Regions from separate parts of the Mus musculus genome. Here regions 2, 3 and 4 are each linked to region 1. A link is a contact called in public Hi-C and HiChIP or PLAC-seq data. All regions are on one chromosome and are shown on one strand. Each heading gives the region's core, a stretch centred on a gene start, on an enhancer-like site or on the middle of the called end of the contact. The rest is flanking DNA. Distances are from core to core; before and after follow the strand shown.

Evidence for each region. Hi-C and Micro-C count contacts between places; a contact is called where the count stands out from the background. HiChIP or PLAC-seq counts read pairs in DNA pulled down with a chosen protein or histone mark.
Region 2: a contact with region 1 is called in a Hi-C map of uterus, with 4 times the contacts expected there. The contact joins two enhancer-like sites. A contact is called at or near these places in 6 of 484 Hi-C or Micro-C datasets (cortical neurons, embryonic fibroblasts, liver and 1 more).
Region 3: a contact with region 1 is called in a Hi-C map of stem cell-derived neural stem cells, with 2.0 times the contacts expected there. The contact joins two enhancer-like sites. A contact is called at or near these places in 3 of 484 Hi-C or Micro-C datasets (nephron progenitors and stem cell-derived neural stem cells) and 1 of 9 other capture datasets (embryonic stem cells).
Region 4: a FOXA1 HiChIP or PLAC-seq map of pancreatic cancer cells shows a contact between it and region 1. The contact joins two enhancer-like sites. A contact is called at or near these places in 1 of 15 datasets of contacts at CTCF or cohesin (the NIH/3T3 cell line), 2 of 484 Hi-C or Micro-C datasets (the HL-1 cell line and psoas muscle), 1 of 115 datasets of contacts at active chromatin or transcription factors (pancreatic cancer cells) and 1 of 9 other capture datasets (embryonic stem cells).

Annotation. Positions count from the first base shown.
Region 1 is chr1:168,211,800-168,216,378 of GRCm38.p6, forward strand. All of the region lies in intron 2 of Pbx1 (pre B cell leukemia homeobox 1), which reads right to left. Among named protein-coding and RNA genes, the nearest start is that of Gm51671, 130 kb to the right of the region's middle. Within about 2 kb of position 2,517, at least 56 of the 459 cell types and tissues checked have an H3K27ac peak or open chromatin away from gene starts, as enhancers often do. A contact at or near this core is called in pancreatic cancer cells, stem cell-derived neural stem cells and uterus, where this site is marked.
Region 2 is chr1:169,158,411-169,162,989 of GRCm38.p6, forward strand. The region is part of intron 2 of Gm39697 (a long non-coding RNA gene); the gene reads right to left. Among named protein-coding and RNA genes, the nearest start is that of Gm39697, 12 kb to the right of the region's middle. Within about 2 kb of position 2,616, at least 10 of the 459 cell types and tissues checked have an H3K27ac peak or open chromatin away from gene starts, as enhancers often do. A contact at or near this core is called in uterus, where this site is marked.
Region 3 is chr1:169,048,938-169,053,516 of GRCm38.p6, forward strand. No RefSeq gene overlaps it. Among named protein-coding and RNA genes, the nearest start is that of Mir6354, 32 kb to the left of the region's middle. Within about 2 kb of position 2,789, at least 28 of the 459 cell types and tissues checked have an H3K27ac peak or open chromatin away from gene starts, as enhancers often do. A contact at or near this core is called in stem cell-derived neural stem cells, where this site is marked.
Region 4 is chr1:168,785,131-168,789,709 of GRCm38.p6, forward strand. No RefSeq gene overlaps it. Among named protein-coding and RNA genes, the nearest start is that of Gm34320, 56 kb to the left of the region's middle. Within about 2 kb of position 1,866, at least 11 of the 459 cell types and tissues checked have an H3K27ac peak or open chromatin away from gene starts, as enhancers often do. A contact at or near this core is called in pancreatic cancer cells, where this site is marked.

The DNA of each region.
Region 1 (4,579 bases), core at 1,267-3,766:
GCTCTGAAGACACTGAGCATCTAACCTTCCACACATTGGGTCTCTAAATCTGGCTGTCATCACATCCAAGGTAGGTAGGTATGAAGGTATCACTTGTAGGGTTTATAGGTGTGACTCTTTGCTTGGTGAATTTTAATCACTTTATCAAAAAGATATTTATGAGCCCTTCACAAATTTTAAAAAAGAAATTACCTCTGAGCTATTAGAAATACGTTGTTTTAGATTGATTATTTAAGATGATCAATCTAATACCATTCTGAGGTGATATTTGAATCCTCATTCATTCATTTGTTCATTCAACAAGGTCTTACTATACACATCCATGCTGGCCTCAAGCTCATAAAACCCCTACTTGGCCTCTACTGTATGCTAGGATTATAAATATATGTCTCACTATACCAGTCTCTAAATCCAGTCTTCTGACTCAGAGAGCCAATGTACTTTCTTTAGAAGAAACCAAATCAAACTCCCTGGGATTAAAAAAAAAATCCCATGATGCTTAATAAGACAGTAATGCGACCAAAGATGTCTCCTGGTGACTCTGCAGCCTATGGTCCTTGCACATGGCCCGCCACTAAGGCATGATGATAGATATCCATCATCCTTTCTCATCCACGACAGCACATTCAAAAAGAACATGTTACCCATCAGTAGGCGGCTGCCCGCCCAGGCAATGCCTGCCCAAAGCAATGTCAGGTATTCCTCTCCTCCGACAGAGCAGGTGCCAAAGATGGCCTCCTAAACTCCCAGATGCAGCAAAAGCAATTGTGAGGAAGAAGAAAGATAGACTGACTGGTACTCAGGCAAGTGACCATGAACAGGTTCATACTGCTGGTTCCCATATGGCTGATATTTCTTTCTTTCTACCTCTCTGGGTTTCAGTCAGGCCTGTGCCTCGGTGCTTTTAAACAACCAAGTTCCTCTTTATCAACTCTCCTCAACCTAATGAAGAGTGTGCTTATCCTTGATTTTTTTTTTTTTGATATTTTCAATAAGGCAGGGAACTCCCTCAGGGTGCTGCAGGAGCAATGCAGAGGACAGTAGTGGCCTATTGTATAACAGTCCTTGCCTACCCAGACTGCAAGTTTCCACGGACAGTGCATTGGGATGCACTGATTCCTGGGTGGGTAAAGATTTACCCAGGTAGAAGTGGGGTGGGCAACAATAAAGGAGCTTAATTTTTACATGGTAAATGCTCTAATTGAATACTCATTCAGAGGAGATTGGGTTTGCCAAGACTCATCACAATTGCTTTACAGACATGTAAAGAAAGGTTCTACCAGAGATTTGAAAATAAGAGAATGAAAAGAAGAAGAAGAAGAAGAAGAAGAAGAAGAAGAAGAAGAAGAAGAAGAAGAAGAAGAAGAAGAAGAAGAAGAAGAAGAAACCCAGAAGAACCGTCCTCCGTCCACACACACATTGCACCATTTCAATTATACTCTACTCATGAAAGTAAACTACACTGGACAATGTGCAAGAAGTAGGCACAAATAGGGGAGCACTTTGTTGTGCTATAGTACATAGGAGGTGATTGCTCTGATGGTCTTGGGGTGCACGTGTGTGTTTGAAAAAGGCAGAGAATCTTGCAGGTCTGTATTTCTTCCCAGGACAAGATTTCAAGATACTAGTACAACAACAACAACAACAAAACAAACAAACTGAGGTATTTGGATTCACTGACCCGGAAATTGTTCAGCTAGTCAGTTAAAAAAAAAATGCCGCCAGCTTTAAAGAAATAAGCGATACGGCTAACAGAAGTGACACTTCCTATTTATGGCTTGAAGTCAGTACTCTGGTGAGCTGGATACAAAATGCTTATTTAAAAGCTCCTTTTTATCTCTCTAGCACCATGCAAGACTCAAATGAACCTTTCACTGGGACACCAGAGATGTTAACACTCGTCCTCCAAGATCCAATTTCAACCAGCCGAGCTGTTACCTAATCCTGCAGCCATCACATATGATCAGGTTCCCGCCTCCCTGATGGGTGCCCAGCACCCCCTCCCTCCTTCCTTTCCCTCTCCTGCCCAACAGCTTTCCCTGAAACTGAGCTTTAAGAGTCCCCTTGCCTGTGCATGCTGGTCATACAGGGTCCCAACAGCCCCACTGGCTGTACATAACACCAAGATATTTATCCTTGTTAGCTAATAATTCTTAAAGGGGTTTCCTACTCACAAATCACTGCCTCCCATTCCAATCACGACAGAGACCAGTCACGACAGGTAAGTGATTTATACAGAGGTTGTCACAGCCTTCAGAAAACACCTGAAGTCACATCAGCTGCTATCACTTGCCCTAGGGTTAATCCGGTGCTAAAACTCCAGCGATAAGGAGACTGTCACAGCCTGATTGGAGCAGCCCTCACAACTGGCCTCCTGCTGTTCATTCTTTATTTATTTTCTTCACACAAGGAGAAAAACAAACCAAACCCAAAGGCACATTCAAGAGAGCCAGTGGGAGGTCTGTGCAAAGGATTGTTTTGTCCTTGGCTGAGCAACACAGCTCCAGAGTCGCTCCTGGCTGATGCCCACTAGAGGGCACTCTCTCCCCACCGAGGACTTGTTTAAAGAAGGGTCCCATAGCTACCAACATCTCCATGGAGCTGGGGAATTGGGATCTACTCCGATTTGAGATTCCCAAATGTGGGCAGACAGGGAGGAGGGCATATTAGCAGAAGGCATTGTTTCAGGCTATGGAGTGAAGCTTGAGACTCGCTCAGCTGAGCAAGATAAAGAGATGGTTGGAGAAGGGACATAAGACTTAGGGAAGGCTTGAGGAAGTCTCTTCATGGTTTCAAGGTACCAAGGCAGAAGAAGGTGCCAAGCCCAAGCCAGGCAGAGCTCTGAAGCCAGTGGAGAAAGAAGTAACCTGCCCTTGTACTTCTAGAAAGTGAAACCATTCATCCGCTGGGACCCTTTGTGCACATTGAATTGTGTCACCTGATGACAGAAAGCACACGCTCTGCTAGCACACTTACAGATTATAAAGGTACAGAAACTTGGCTAAAACAAGGCAGGCTCCTGCCACCAAGATCGAGAGCTCCTGGAAGCCAGTGGTGACATGGTGATCTCCCATGATCTCCCGGATCATGTATTATGCACCTCTTCGGGTCTTTTCAGCGCTCTTGTGCACAGCAGCCAAGTAGGATGTAGAACTATGGCGTCTTAGGCATCTGTGTCCTGCCACAGCTGGTTCCTGACACGTGCCCCACCCTCCGGTTGTAAGTTGTACAGAGAGAACACGTTTGCTCTCCCGTCTCTTCCAGTGCCCATTTCCCAAAACTCAGATCTGCCTTTCATATGTGGCCATTCTAAACAAGCAATGCTATGCTGACATTAAGGCAATGGCTCTCTGTGTGAGGGAGAGTCACCCAAGCACAGGACTGGTATCTGTGAAGGGTTCCCCCGAGGCCTAAGAGTACACCAAACTGCTTTAAGCTTTGTAGAACACCTCCCCCCTTCCCAACCCCTTACTCCTCCACCCCGACCTTTCAGGTTCTGTCATTTCCTTACAGGCATAACCATCCACAAACCGGTGGACACTTCTCCAGCTGGAAAATGACTGTGCTATGAACTGATTCTTCTAAACAGTGTCGGGACCCACATCTTCCATTCCTTAGTAGCCTGAAGCTTGGGGTTGTACTTATAGGCGCTCTTCCCCCGAAGTGCTCAAGCCTCTTCCGTCTTTGATGGAAAAGCTGTCTGGGTGAGTTATTTTAAAGAGTCGTCTATCAAGTAAATGGAAATGATTAACCATTTGATTCCCCCAGTTTCACAATCCAGCATTACAGGCAGCTGCCAGACAACGGTTGATGGATAGGCTCCAGAGAGCCCAGTACTGACGGAACTCAGACCTTAGAGGACCAAGCGGGAATCTTCCTGGCTGCTGGCCTAGAATGGCCTCTTCAGAGGGTTCCAGTGCACAGAATCTATAAATCTGGGACTCACTCTGATACTCAGTATTGTCCCCTTAGAATCACACAGGGCTTCGTTCAGGGTCAAAAGCCTCCTAAAGTGATACCACTTGGTGTGAAGACAAGATATCTTTCAATCCTTCCAATATTTTTCTTGGCTTATTAGCAATCAGGTATGCATAAACAGCATATGATATCAGAAAGGGACTTGTAAACTTCCTTCCAGCAACGAGACAGTAAGATCTTTAAGGATTTCAGTGCAAGCATCTTTATGGAGTGTTTCTTAAGGTATCAAGGCCGCACTGATTTTTCAAAGGGCGCTCTAGCCAGGACCTGGAAAGTGCAGTCATTTCTTCCCACTTGGCTCAGAGCCACAGCACGTGGAGCTGTGGGTGAAGTTTCTAAGGCAGGGGATGACAACAAAAACACAGGACACTCTTGGGATGGTTTTACTATTTTGAGCATTTCTGTTTAGGGATTTTTCTTTAGAGACACAGCAAGTTCTTCTTTTCTCTGGGCTAGCTTTCGGCCCTTCTGGTCACAGGGCTTGTACTTCTCAGGGGATGTGCGGGCATGGATGGATCCTATTCACACGTTCCCTGCTTGGCACACCGAGTCTCCCCGGGCCAGCTGGCAGAGAGAAAGTGAATGCACTGGGCAACAGGCG
Region 2 (4,579 bases), core at 1,366-3,865, 950 kb after region 1:
TCAACTACTTGTTGCTTGTATTGAAGAATCCAGGTAACGAAGGTGGATAACAGACCCAGCAACACGTTTCCTTTCCAGAAAAAAAAAATCTATTCAGACTTGCATGTGTGAATTCACTAATGTAAAAGTGAACTCTGCCTTCAGACTCCAGTTATATGGTGTTAGTGACTCTTTTTTTTTTTTCAGAAACTACTCCTACAGACCACAGTAGATTGCTCCACTAGGAAAGCTTTGCACTCCAGAAAGAACAGACAGCAATTCACTCTCATTGAATCTTAATCACATACTCCGATCCACATTTGGAATAAAGACTGAGTTTTGCACCCATTTTCCAAATAAGCTTCTCCTACAGATGTAGAATTGTATAGCAGTGCCTGCAGATTGGATACCAAGGCAAGAATTTGGAAGTTGGCTCTAGAAATGGGGAAGCATTTACTTGAAACTTTGACTGAAACCCACCCAGGGCTGGGTCTTTCCTTCTCCCACTCTGCTTCACTCCCATGTCTCACAGCTGTGGTAAATTTCTCACAAGTTGTAGAGATAAATGAAGATCACAGTTCATCATCGCAGATAAGGTACAATGCTAGGAGCTTGGGATAACTGGTTGCACTAGGGCCACAGTCAGGATGCACAGACTGACTCATGCTAGTGCTCAGAGAGCTTTTGTCTTTGTATGCAGTTAGGCCCCCAACTCATAGAGACCTGCCCCTAGTTACAGTGAGTCCTCCCAACTCAGTTAACTGAATCTAGCTTGTCTCCTACTGAGTTTAGAACTAGTCAAGGTGTCAGTCAAGGCGCAACACTCCTCAGTCTGGTGCTCTCTGTAGTTGGAGCCATCACAATATAATGCTCACACAAAGAAGTCTTCTTATAGCAAGAGCCTTCTTCCTCTGACCCTCAAGCATATCGTCTCACTAGTCCGGTCCGCATAACTCTTTCTATGTAAATCTCCTTGTTTCCTTCTGTCTTTATTGCTAGTTCCCTTTTTAGGACGCTCATCGTATTTTGCTAAGTCTAATTCGACACCATTCTATCTGGTCTCCCTGCTTCTGTTCTTCATCTCTAATCCAAATTTCACACAGGTATCCGAATGAATTTGTCAGGAATGTAAATTTGCTCCTGCTATTTTCCTATTCAGAGTTGCCTAGGAGAGTGCTGGGTCATCCTGGGGACCTTAGCATGGCAGCCGGACTGTGCTCCAGCTGAGAGACACTGCCATGGTCACTGTTCCTGAGCTCTTTCATGACTTACCACTCGGCATCCACACATATTTATCCCAGCCATTCCAACTCCCTTATGCTGTGTCTCTTTCCTCTTATTCTTTCTCCTCTGGAACCTTTTGTTCCTTGGACCAGGATTAAGATATCCAGAGTGCCTAATCATGGGCTACAGCAAAAATAGTATTATGTGAAATTCTGGATTTAAAAATACTGGAAAAATAAAACAAGTGCCACATTGTGTTGAGTTTCCTCAGGGATGGCTCCTTCCCTTCCCCCCTGCTTCATGTCAAACCCTCAAAGGAAGTTTTATGACATCTGGGGTGTGTTATAGCTGGGTCAAATGGTAACAGAAGAATTCTTGGTAGATTTCCAAATGCTGTGTGGATGGGACCTGGAAAATCACAACTTGCCATCACTTATGTCTTAGCCATTTTCCTGGTAATAGACCCACACATTTCCCCCACCCTGCATCACCCCCAAGACCACCTTTCAACTCATTAGAGAAAGAAGGGAAGATACTGCCCATGTGTGAATCCTGTCCTGACAATGCAATTGCTTGCCTCCAAGTAGAGCTTGTTTTTTTGTTTTTTTGTGGGTTTTTTTTTGTATGTGTGTGTGTGCATGTGTGTGTGGTTTTTTTTTTCTCCCCAAGCAATTACTTAAATGGTGTTTTGGCCCCTTTTTCTCTGAAGCAGGACATAACCTTTATTGACATTGTGGCTGCTGCCACATCTGTTAAGCTGACAGAAAGAAGGAGCTGGCCAATCCTTATGATGGATTCGGTGTTGTCAAGCCTTCAGCACAATTTGTCATGGGGCAAAAGGAAGCCTGTTGCCAATGGAAGGTTCCTCAATCCTCCCTAGGAGGAGGACCACACAATCCTCCCTAGGAGGAGGACCACACAATCCTCCCTAGGAGGAGGACCACACAATCCTCCCTAGGAGGAGGGCCACATTTCTTTTTTTTTCCTATCATGAGCATCTTTGTGTCAGCTCTGGAGTGAGACACAGAGAAGTTCGAGCCCAACTCATAAAGGGCCTGTCAGCCATTGCTTGAAAGACTTACAAGCAACTCCCCACATTCTAATAAGAAAAACATATCTGGAATCAGACCCTTGATTCTCAATCACACAGATGAACTTTTTAAAAGCAAGAAAAAAAAATAAGAAAGAACCTTGGTAAGAGCAAGGAATAGAAAAAGCTATGGATGGAAACACACATAAATCTGAGGATAATGTGTCACGAGGCTTGCCCTGGAAAGCAGTTCACTCTGTGCATTTTGTGGACTAAGTTGTATCTACACCCACAGTCAAGGTTCTCTCCCACTCAGTACAGAGAACTTTGTGATTTAGCAATCTTAAGCAGGCTTGGCATTCAAAGAGAGGCTGTAGTTACAGACCATACTAAGCCGAGGTCCTCTGGAGGCAATAAATACCGAGGCGATGCTATCTCGTGGGCTTGGGGTATGTCATTCCCTTGAAAGTCAAGGAGACAGCTGATTTAGTGTTTCCAGTTAGGTCACAGAAAAGTCAGTGGCGGCTGCTTCCAGCTGAGTTCAGAGTCTGAATATTTATGGTATCAATCTGAAATCCAGATAACCACAAATAATATAAATCCATTAACTCCTCTACAAGCAAAGCTTTTTGGCTGTTAATGCCTTGATTGCTAAGTTACTTCAGGATCTCTCTCTCTCTCTCTCTCTCTCTCTCTCTCTCTCTCTCTCTCTCTCTCTCTGTGTGTGTGTGTGTGTGTGTGTGTGTGTGTGTGTGTGTGTGTGTGTGTGTGTGTGCGGATGTGTGTGGATGTGTATCCTTAATTTCTTAATTTCTCTGCTCACTTTGTGAACCTGTGTCAGGCTTCTCTAATATGCTTAAGGCAGCTTCCCAGGACAATGAGTCTGGAGCAGCAATGCTGGAAGTGGCCATCCCCTTACTGTTGAAAGACTGCTTCTGACAGTCCATCAGAGGTCCCCAGTGTTGATATTTAGAGTTTCTACCATTTACACAGAGAACGTGGTTTACTCACTCATTACACATGAAGTCCCCTGATTTATGTGCTTTTTCTACAGTGATGAATTGCTCATCACATAATAATCATATCTCATCCATTCTCAGACACTCTAGGAAGCAGACAGTTGGCATGTCCAGTGATTTGACAAAAAACAAACAAAACAAAACAAAACCAGAAAACAGAAACCATGATATTTGTATGATAGGTGGCACTCTGCTCATGAGATTTTGTGTGAGCTTTACAAAGGCTCTATGAGGTAGGTAAGTTTTTGAATGAGCAAAGATGAGATTTCACAGACATAGTAAAAGGGACTTGAACATTTTAACCAGAGAAGCTTGCATAGGGCAAACCAAGGCACCCATGCTTGGCAGCCCTCAGTCTAGGATTGACAGTCTTAACTCTAGAACAACTTCAGTCTGGCCTCCTTAGAAGATTGTGCCAGAGAGAGCAAGGTAAAACCATGACAATACCTGTTCCTTCAAAATGTGCCAAAGCAAAGGACCAAGAAGATCAAGCACAAGCCATCACATCACCATACCCCAAAACACACTACAAAGCTCCAGTAACTCAAACAGCAGAGCAGCTACAGAGTCTGATACACAGACCAACTGAAAGGGATAGGATGCTCAAGAGGAATCTGTGTATTCATAGCCAACTAACTCAACAGAAGTGCTAGAGATACGCATTGGAAAACAATGCCCTGTTCAGCAAAAGGTGCTGGAAAGACTCGGCATCCTACTCAGAAGATGGAAATTCAGTCCATTCAAACTGGATCACAGACCCAAATATAAGACCTGGAACTCAAAACCGTAGAAGAAAAATAAAAAAGGAAAACAAACAAGCATACATACACAGAGGGGACACAGTTCATATTAGCACAGGTGATGAGTTTTAGATAAGACATCAAAAGTACAAAAAAATTAAAAATGGGTTTATAATAACTAAGAATTTTCTTCTGCTCTGCGGAAGAAATGATCAACAAACTGAGGACAAGCTACAGAAGGATTTGAAAACATTCCAGCTGTTCATCTGATAAAGAGGTAGTATCCATAATCTATTAAGAACCAACAGCAATGCTACAAATATTCCCATTGAAATGAGAAAAGTATGAAATATAAAAGTTCTAACTCATTTGTCATCGGGGAAATGGAAGCCAAAACGATGTGATATCATCTCATCCTGGTTAACAAAGCTTTCACCAAATGCTTAAAAATAAATATTGGCATTCATATGGGAATAAGGGAATTCTCATGTATGGCTGGAGAAAATAGAAATTAGTACAGTCACAGTGAAACAGAGATTCCTCAAGAAATTTACAAGTAGATCTAATATATTATGATGGTTAATCTC
Region 3 (4,579 bases), core at 1,539-4,038, 840 kb after region 1:
CAAAGTGGAAGGTGAGAAGTAACTGTCTAGCTTGTTCTCTGGTCTCAGCAAATATGTTGCATCACATGGGTGCCCTCATTTACACACAGGAATATACAGGCACACACACACACACACACACACACAGACAGGGAGAGAGAGAGAAAGAGAGAGAGAGAGAGAGAAAATGACTTAAAGTATAAGGGAAGTTGTTCACTGATTTTTTTTGTTACTGTCTTTATTCATATTGCTTGCTATGGATATATTTACATTTTTATTAGGTATTTTCTTTATTTACATTTCAAATGCTATCCTGAGAGTTCCCTATACCCTCCCCCCACCCTGTCCCCTACCCACCCACTCCCACTTCTTGGCCCTGGCATTCCTCTGTACTGGGGCATATAAAGTTTGTAAGACCAAGGGGCCTCTCTTCCCAATGATGGCCGACTAGGCCATCTTCTGCTACATATGCAGCTAGAGACATGAGCTCTGGGGGTGCTGGTTAGTTCATATTGTTGTTCCACCTATAGGGTTGCAGACCCCTTCAGCTCCTTGGGTACTTTCTCTAGCTCCTCCTTTGGGGGGCCCTGTGTTCCACAGATTTTATGAAACACTGATTTACATAAAAAAAATTTGAGCTGGAGAGGTGGCTCAGCGGTTAAGAGCATCAACTGTTCTTCCAGAGGTTCTGATTTCAATTCCCAGCAACCACATGGTAGCTTATAACCACCTGTAACAGAATCTTATGCACTCTACTGGTATATCTGAAGATAGCGACAGTGCACTCACATAAAATAAATAATTTAAAAAGAGAGAGAGAGAATTTGAGGATCCACAGAGACATAGAGTTTCTTAGAAACTTTCCCTACAGACACGAGTGGGCAGCCGTATTTGAATCGTTGCCCCATTTCCAGGTTTTCTCCATGGCACAGGTCTTCAAACTAGTGCTTGTACTTCTTATTCTTATGGCACATGATCTGGAGGAAGTCGCACTAGCTCCCGACCCTCCTTTTCTTCTCTGCAAACCAAAGTTATTCATACTTAACATAACACATAAGAATGCTGTTAAAAGGAAGTGCCAAGGAGTCTGGTAATGAAAAATCCCATCCATGGACTTTGTAATAGGTCATAAGTAAGAAAATGTGTTTGGGACCAGCAAGTGCCAAGGTCCAAGTCCATGCAATCTCCAAATAGACAGCACATGCAGCCCCTGATGTGAATACCAGTGGAGCAAGCTCATAAAACACAAAGAAGAACATCTTTTGAGGAAAGAATGCACAGGCATTTTAAAGCATGGCTGTCATTGTCAGGCAAAGCAAGTTGATGTGGAGCCAGAATGTGTGTGGGCTTCGAAGTAGTGAGTCCTTTTCACTTCTTACATCGGTTAAAAAAAAAGAAGTTCTTAAATCTGCAAAGCAAATAGGTTCTACCTGTTGCCTTGTAGGGAATGTCAACAAGCAATGTCTATCCCTAGAAGACAGTCATCTCCCTCAGGTTTTCTGTAGGTATCTGATTATTAGATTATAAAGAAGACATAAGCTACCAGGCATGCACTACATGTCACCATGGATGTGCACCATTATTTTGGGTCATACCAGTCCCAATGCCTTTGCACTCAAGAAAAGGGAATCTTATGAATGTCAAAGCTTGGGGCACAGATTCTACACTGTACTTTTCTTCTTAGCTGTGACAGCTGTGACTAAATCCTAACAGAATAACTTAAGGGAAGGCAGGTTTGTCTTGGCTACCGGTTTCATAGAATTCGGCATATGGTTACTTGGGTGGGCTAGCATGGCGGCTATGAGGAGCCTAAGGCAATGGAATACTGTTCACATGACTGACTGAGAAGAGAAATGAAAGTTGCTACTGCTTCCTTTCCATCATCCCCAGAGGTGGGCCTTATCAGTCTCCTAGGTGACTCTGAGTCCAATCAACCTACTGATAAAGATTAAGGGATGCATGCTGCTACCCAGGTGAGAAACTTGAATTTGAAGGTTTTTAAAATATCTATCTATCATCTATCTATCTATCTATCTATCTATCTATCTATCTATCTATCTATCTATCATCTATCTATCTATCTATCTATCTATCTATCTATCTATCTATCTATCTATCTACCTACCTACCTACCTATCTAGTGATGCTATCAGGCCTATGCTACATGCTTCTTGTTTTTCCAGAGTAACTGACAGTTTGAGGGCAGTTTATCTTAGAGAAGTTCTGGGCAAATCATGTTTTTATACTGTTTTTTCCAGTGTCATCCAAATATAGATGAAGGGAAAAAATAGAAGGAAATAAAGTGAATAGTGTGAGCTAGGTGTGAAAAGATGGCAAAAAACGGAATTTGCTAGTGAGATTGCAGAGCTAACCCTTGCGGAAGGACTGTTTGGAGGACTGAAGGCTTCAATACACTGTGGTCCAGGGAAGAAACGGCCTATGTTCTCTTTAAAGGAGAATTAAATGGATGTTGTTTGTTTAACTAGCACAACTTTGACCTTTATTGCTAGTGGTCCTTTTTTTCTCCCCATTAAAAGACAAGGCCCTAGAGATCACAGGGCATCGCCAACATATGGAGCTGTCCTGAATTTGCATGGGGTTGGGGGTGGGGGGTGGGGATGGAAGTCCCCAGAAAAACCATCTTGGTCCCAGACGGCCTAGTCCAAGCAAGCTTGTGAAGAGCACGGCACGGGATAAGCAAAGGGCTGGGTGCCATGGCATTTGTTTTCCATTGAATAGGATTAGGGCTTCTGACATGAATGATTAATCACCCCATCGCAGACGCTGACGAACACAGGAAGAAGTCCATGCAAAATGGATGGCAAGAGCAGCCTATGCCAAACAGCTGCTGGGTAGCCCCACCCTCCTGGCCTCTCAGCGTCCCTTCAGGTCCTCACTTCTCTCTCTCTCTCTCTCTCTCTCTCTCTCTCTCTCTCTCTCTCTCTCTCTCTCTCTCTCTCTCTCATCTAATTCCATCTTCTCTCTCTCGTCTTCCCACTTTGATGATCATTCTTTTTGCCTCTCGGGCATTCGTTATTGGTGTTCTTTCTCTCTTCCTATGCCACCTCCAGTCGTGCCGGTTGGGCAGTGTGGACAGAGAGCACTGAGAGTTTGGTCGCCAAGGGTACAGGAGGCAGCGCTGGCAAACCTTCGCTAGGATGAAACTGCTCTCATCACATCCTTGTGTACAGAGGCAATGATGCAGAAAGTGGCTTTCAATGATAATTCTGCAAAGCCCCAGGCACATTTTCATCTGAAAACAGGAGAATGAGACTCTTGGATGTGAGTGGCTGAAAAAAACCCACCTGGACACAGATAACTTCCTCTCCTTCCAGAGCTCCTCTACCTTCTGCTTCTCCTGCTTAACATTACAATACCATTTTCTATTTAGTTATTTGGATTTTAGAAAGCTGCTTGATTTTAGCATCTCCTTGAAAATGATGCATTTCCTGTGCTTTGAGGAACAATTCCAGGGCTTGATGTTCCCACCTGATTCCTGACTTAATGTCACCCTTAACCAGCAGTTCTCAACCCCTTGAGCTTTCTCAGAAAAGCATGGAAATGGTGATCACTGCCTCCCACTGGAGTTTCTGACTAAGCAACCTTTGGAGGAAGTCTAGCAAGTTTTCAGATGCTCTGATCATGTGAGTCTGAAATCAGATTCTAAGAACAATTGCTATAAATGACTTCTTTAAGCTCATAGCCTGCACCTTGTTTGCATGTGGAAGTGCATTTCGCATCTATGGCCAGCAATCATGGTTTAACCGACTTTAGGATTAGTCTTAAAGGAAATGCTACTAACACAACTGATCAAATACCACAAAAGTGTATACAATGTGGCCAAAGAAAGCCATCTAAGACAAGGTTGTGAGCTAGCAACCTTTCACAGAAACCCCACACTCTTTTCCTCAGATGTCTATTGATAAAGACTCACTTCCCTGTCCAATATGTAAGGACACCATAGTGCCATAGGTGGGATAAATAAAATAATATAACTAGTTTGTCTTCTTGAAGGTGTGATTTGTCTGAGAAGGAAATGTTATGAAAATAAAAAAAGAAATAACAGACTGAACTATTCAAGCTAAATGAATTAGCAGCCTTGAAAGATCTCTACCTGCCCAATTGGCAATTTGACTGCCCACAATTAATGCCTTCTGAGCAAGCTGGAATGAAGGGGGCGGTCATTGTGATTGAAACTGAATTAATTATGTAACTTTGGGCTGTTGAGATTTGCTCTCACAATTATATTATGAAAACAAGGACATTCACAATAGTTGTAAGGCCTAGGGAGGTGACTCTGAGGTTAAGAACACTTGCTGCTCTTGCAGAAGTCCTGGGTCTGTTTCCCATCACAAAATGACAGGTGATAACCATCAGTCACTACAGTTCCAGACGACCTGATGCCCTCTTCCGGCTTCTGTGTGCACAAAGTATGCATGTGGGGCACATACATACATGTAGGTAAAATACTCAGACACAGAAAGTAAACTAAATATTTTTAAAGTATTGTAGAGGAAAGGGAAATAAGAACGATTAAACAATTCATAAAGATTTGACTGAAGTTGGAAGCTGGAGATGGACTCTTTTGCTTTATTTATTT
Region 4 (4,579 bases), core at 616-3,115, 570 kb after region 1:
CGTTTTTATGTAGCAGTTATTTCCAGGGCCAAATGACATTTTTTTTTCCAAATGAGATTTTAATCCTCTCCTCTTTGCCAGTGAATATGCAGTTCATTATAGAAGTAATAAAGACACGATCCAAAGAGAAAAGCAGAGTAAAGGCCAGGTTTGAGAAGTTTGGAGAAACCACATAGCCACAGCAGCAATTTGAAGAATGCACTCTCCCAGAAACAGTCAGGATTGAGAATAGGATTAGAGTATGTTCAAAAGATAAGCAACGGGCCACAAATCAAGGAATCTGGAGAAAGAGAAGCAGATGTGGTATAGTCTATGTGATGCAAAAGGTAGGAGGATAGAGAGCAAGTAAGAAGTAGACGGCTCTGCCCCATCCCAACACCGAGAAAAACGAGAAGTACCAAAGATGCTTGCTCACTCACTCACCTAGCTATAGTACTAGCTGGAGAGGGACTGGTACTTTTAACGCCATTTTCAACGAGTGCCCACTTACCTTTGCTGTCCAGATGGAACTCTAACTTACAGAACATGCCAAGGTGCGTTCTACTGAAGTGGCTTACACAAACTAACTGAGATTCAGCTAATACCCCTGTGGCAATTCATATTGTGCAGAGTAGGGAGGTCAACTAGAATAGTCTACGCTTTAGATATGGGTTGCAGGAAGCCTGACTCTCCCTGCTTATGCTACATGCTGTATAACCCATAAGCACAGAAATGACTGAAAAAGAAGAGGGGGTTATATCTTCTGAGTGGAATATTCCCTTTTGTAATATTGACAAAATCTACTAACATGATTTTTTTCTATTTTTATTTTTATTTTTTGGGAGGAGGGGTCAGGTTCTCACTATATAGCCCTAAGCTGACCTGGAACTCTCTCTGTAGACCAAAGTGTCCTCAGATTCATAGATCTACCTACCTCTCCTTCCTGCATGCTGGGATTAATGGTGTATGTTACCATGCCAGGGTACATCCTGATTTTTCATGGAGAATTCTCCAGTTTTTTGACTCTGTATTTATTCTACTTAACCAAGAATGCTGAGACAAAAACCCTGTCAACATGAACCCTACGCTCTAGGAGACCAGAAACCTGGGTCTCTGAGTAATTTTACTAGGTCAGTGCCCTATATTTGACTCCTCCACGTGCTGACTCCCTATGCTGTGGCCTGTCAGGCTTTCTACAGATGCTTGTAAATAATTTTTCATCTGTACAGCAGACAAAACCACCAAAAAATCTTTTGTAAGCTGGTGAAGCTCATTTTTTTTTTGAGTCTTCCCAGTCTATCTTGACAAGGACAGCGTCTGACCTGCAAGATGGATTCTGACAGAGTCTGTCGGCAGAGCTCAGAGGCACAGGACCAGGGACCCCCACAACTATGGAGCACAGAGACCTAAAGAGACACTGCCTCCTCATAAGGACCAGGAGACACTGCAGGAAGAAGCTGGAACTTTGCCCGTGAACCTAATGTGGTTGTGGGTATCTGTAAGCTAAGGAGGAGAAGTGTCCCAGGACGTGGAAGAGTCCCTGTTAAACTTCAGTGGATGCTGCTGGCTGAGAGAAAATCATGAGAGTGTCTGAGTCTGTGAGACACAGGGAAAGGGGAATGTGTATGATTACAGCACAATTCTATTAAGAAAAAAAAAGTCGGGCCTGTTGTACTGAAGGGTTAAACTCCCTGAGGACTTTGCTTGGCCTTGACTGCCCACATCCCAGCCTCCCCCGCCACTTCCTCACATTTCTGAGATGTCCCTTGTGCCGAATTCTTATTCAACTTCAAACTGACAAACTGTTTTTAATCTTTTCCTTCCATCCAGCCTGGAGATTGGGAAGCAAAAATCAATACCAGTTGGCAGGTGATCAAGCTGCCTCAGACTGGTGTGAGAAGAACACAGAGTCTGAGTGCAAGAGGACAGGGGGAGGGATGGAAGGGGGGCAGGCTGGGGTGGGGGTGGGGGGCTGCTGAATGGAAAGGAGTTTGACTAAGTACCATGAATTACTGGCTGGAGGTCCAAAGGGCCCCGTGATTTCTATGGCCTTGAGCAGGGGACCTTGGGAATGCCATTAGAACAATTAGGTCCTGAGCACACAGATGTTGAGGTGCCTTTAGAGAAAGAAGAGAAGGAAGGGTTTTCCTGAAGCTTGAGTGGAAGAGAGGAAGGGAAGAAGGAAGTTGGGAGGAAAAGCTGCAGGAGGACTCAGTCTTTCTGTAGCATCCTTCAAGTAGAGGCTTGACAACACCACCACACCACAAGGCTGATGGCTCCTTTTAAAGACAAGATAAACATTGGCCTAACTTAGTTTTCAAAATTGTGCTAAGACTCTCTGGAATGGGATCACAGGGGAGACTGTAACAGGAAACCTTCAAGAGGAAGCCACCTGACCCATCTTTGCTCCTTTTGCAGTTACCATTTAGCATCTCAGGATCAGCCTGTGGCTGTGAGATCTGAACTGGTGCTTTATAATACCTTAACCTTGCTTCTAGTACAATCCATAATGGCAGAACATTGTATGTGCATCTGTATGTGTACAGTGTGTGTGTGTGTGTGTGTGTGTGCAGTGTGTGTGTGTGTGCATGCATGCATACGTGTGATAGCTTGAGAACATGTCTATGGATACTATATATGTGCATATGCATGTGTATGTATATGATTACATGTATGGAGTATGTATGGTCAACATTGGATATGCTTTCTCAGAAGCCACCTGCCTAGTCACTAAGACCTGGGGTCGTCTGCTTTTGGTAGGCAGGTAGTCAGGGATTCCCCCATGTCTCTTGTCTTCTTAGATCTGGGACTGCAGGTGCATAGCATATACCCAGATTTTTATTTGAGTGCAGGGGATCAAACTCAGGCCCTCATGTTTACACAGCAAGAACTGAGTTTACTCCCCCCCCCATCCCCACCCCACCTCCTGCATCTTTAGAATTTGCTTTGATTCAGGGAGAACACACTGGGGTAAAATCACCTAGAAACCCTAGATGATCTAACAGAGTAAGCTTCAAACTGGAAATTTTGAGGTTTCCATTTCCATTTCTTCTTCTGATTTAAAATTACTCTTTACTTTGCAACCCTTAAAGAACTAAGGATCCTAGCCTAATGATAATGTTGCAGCTTTTTAAAGGCTTCAACTCAAGCCAGGATGCTCCTTTAAATTTTGACAAGATAGGTTTCTCTGATAAGGAGTGGCAGCCACACTTACCCATGGATATAAGGATAAGACCTAGAAAGTAGTAAGGGCTGTTCTAACCATGTGGCTGTAGTAGATTATTTTCCAAGGTCCATGACATCATTAGCCTTCAGAAGCTTGCTAAGTTTCCAGTCAAAGTATTATTTCCTTCCTGTTGAGTGGATAAATCTAATTAGACAACCATTGGTTGCCACAAGATGTGAGTGATATTTATTTTCCTGTATATCTTGCCATGCAGGTAATTTTGGTTCATATACACTTTCTATAAACAACAGTACCCAATAAAGGATAATACAAAGAAAGAAACACACAGAAATAGACTAAGTTGTCACATACCTTCTAGGCCATGGGTCTGGGACTGAGTATGGTGGTCAAGGACTGTCTATTTATGAAGCAAGGAACAACAACAACAAAAAATTGAATCACATCCTAAGAGAAAACTGGACCCAGCCTCACTATTTGAACGTAGGGAAATGAATGCAGCACCTAGTCGTGTCTCATTAAAAAAAAAAAAGTCTAACCAATTTTTATCATCCTTATGATCACCACCACCACCTGATTATTTTTTTGATCAGCATTGCCATCATAATCACCTGCTGCCCAGGTCTTGGTTCTGTATCAGAAAGAGGATACAGGTCTAGAAAAGCATCAGATAGCACAGAGCTAAAGGGCCATGTTTAAACCTCATCATTTTAATATTCTGTACTGATGACTAGATGCACCATGAAACAACAGAAGATAGAAGCACTGAGTTGATAAATTCATACCTGGGTAGACCAGAATCCCGAGGATGTGGGGGAGGTGAAGCTATAAGAGGGAAAGAGTCACTGATCCCAGACAGAGGGATTTTAAGAAAGCCAGAAGATAGTTTAATGTAAGAAAAGAGTCTTAAAACAAAAACAATAAAATGTTTGAAGAAATCAGTGCTCAGTTCAAAGCTCCAGTGAAATAATTTTCATAGAACAACTTGAATAACATTTTAAAATAAATAATACATGTCACATATGCAGATGAATGAAAATGTATGCACCGAAATGAGAAAGAGGATATTAAAGAACACATTAGTGTTGTTTATATAAAAAAGAATCTATTTCAATTTGTGTAATTAAAAAGTTAAAAATCAATTAACGTTTACTGGAATTCAACAGGCAGAAGACTCTAGATGCAGAGAAAACACTAATGTACGATGAGTATCAATTAGAGAGAGAACAGGTTTTAAAAGGTTCACCAGAAAGGTAGCTCCAGGGCATGTAGGGTATGTTTCCAATTCCATTTACTAGGAATTATAGCACAGAATGGTGGAGAAGCAAGGAAATAATTGTATGATGGTATCAGCAACCAAAAAATTATTTTGGTATTACATACCAAACATAAATATGTACAATATGGGATCCCACA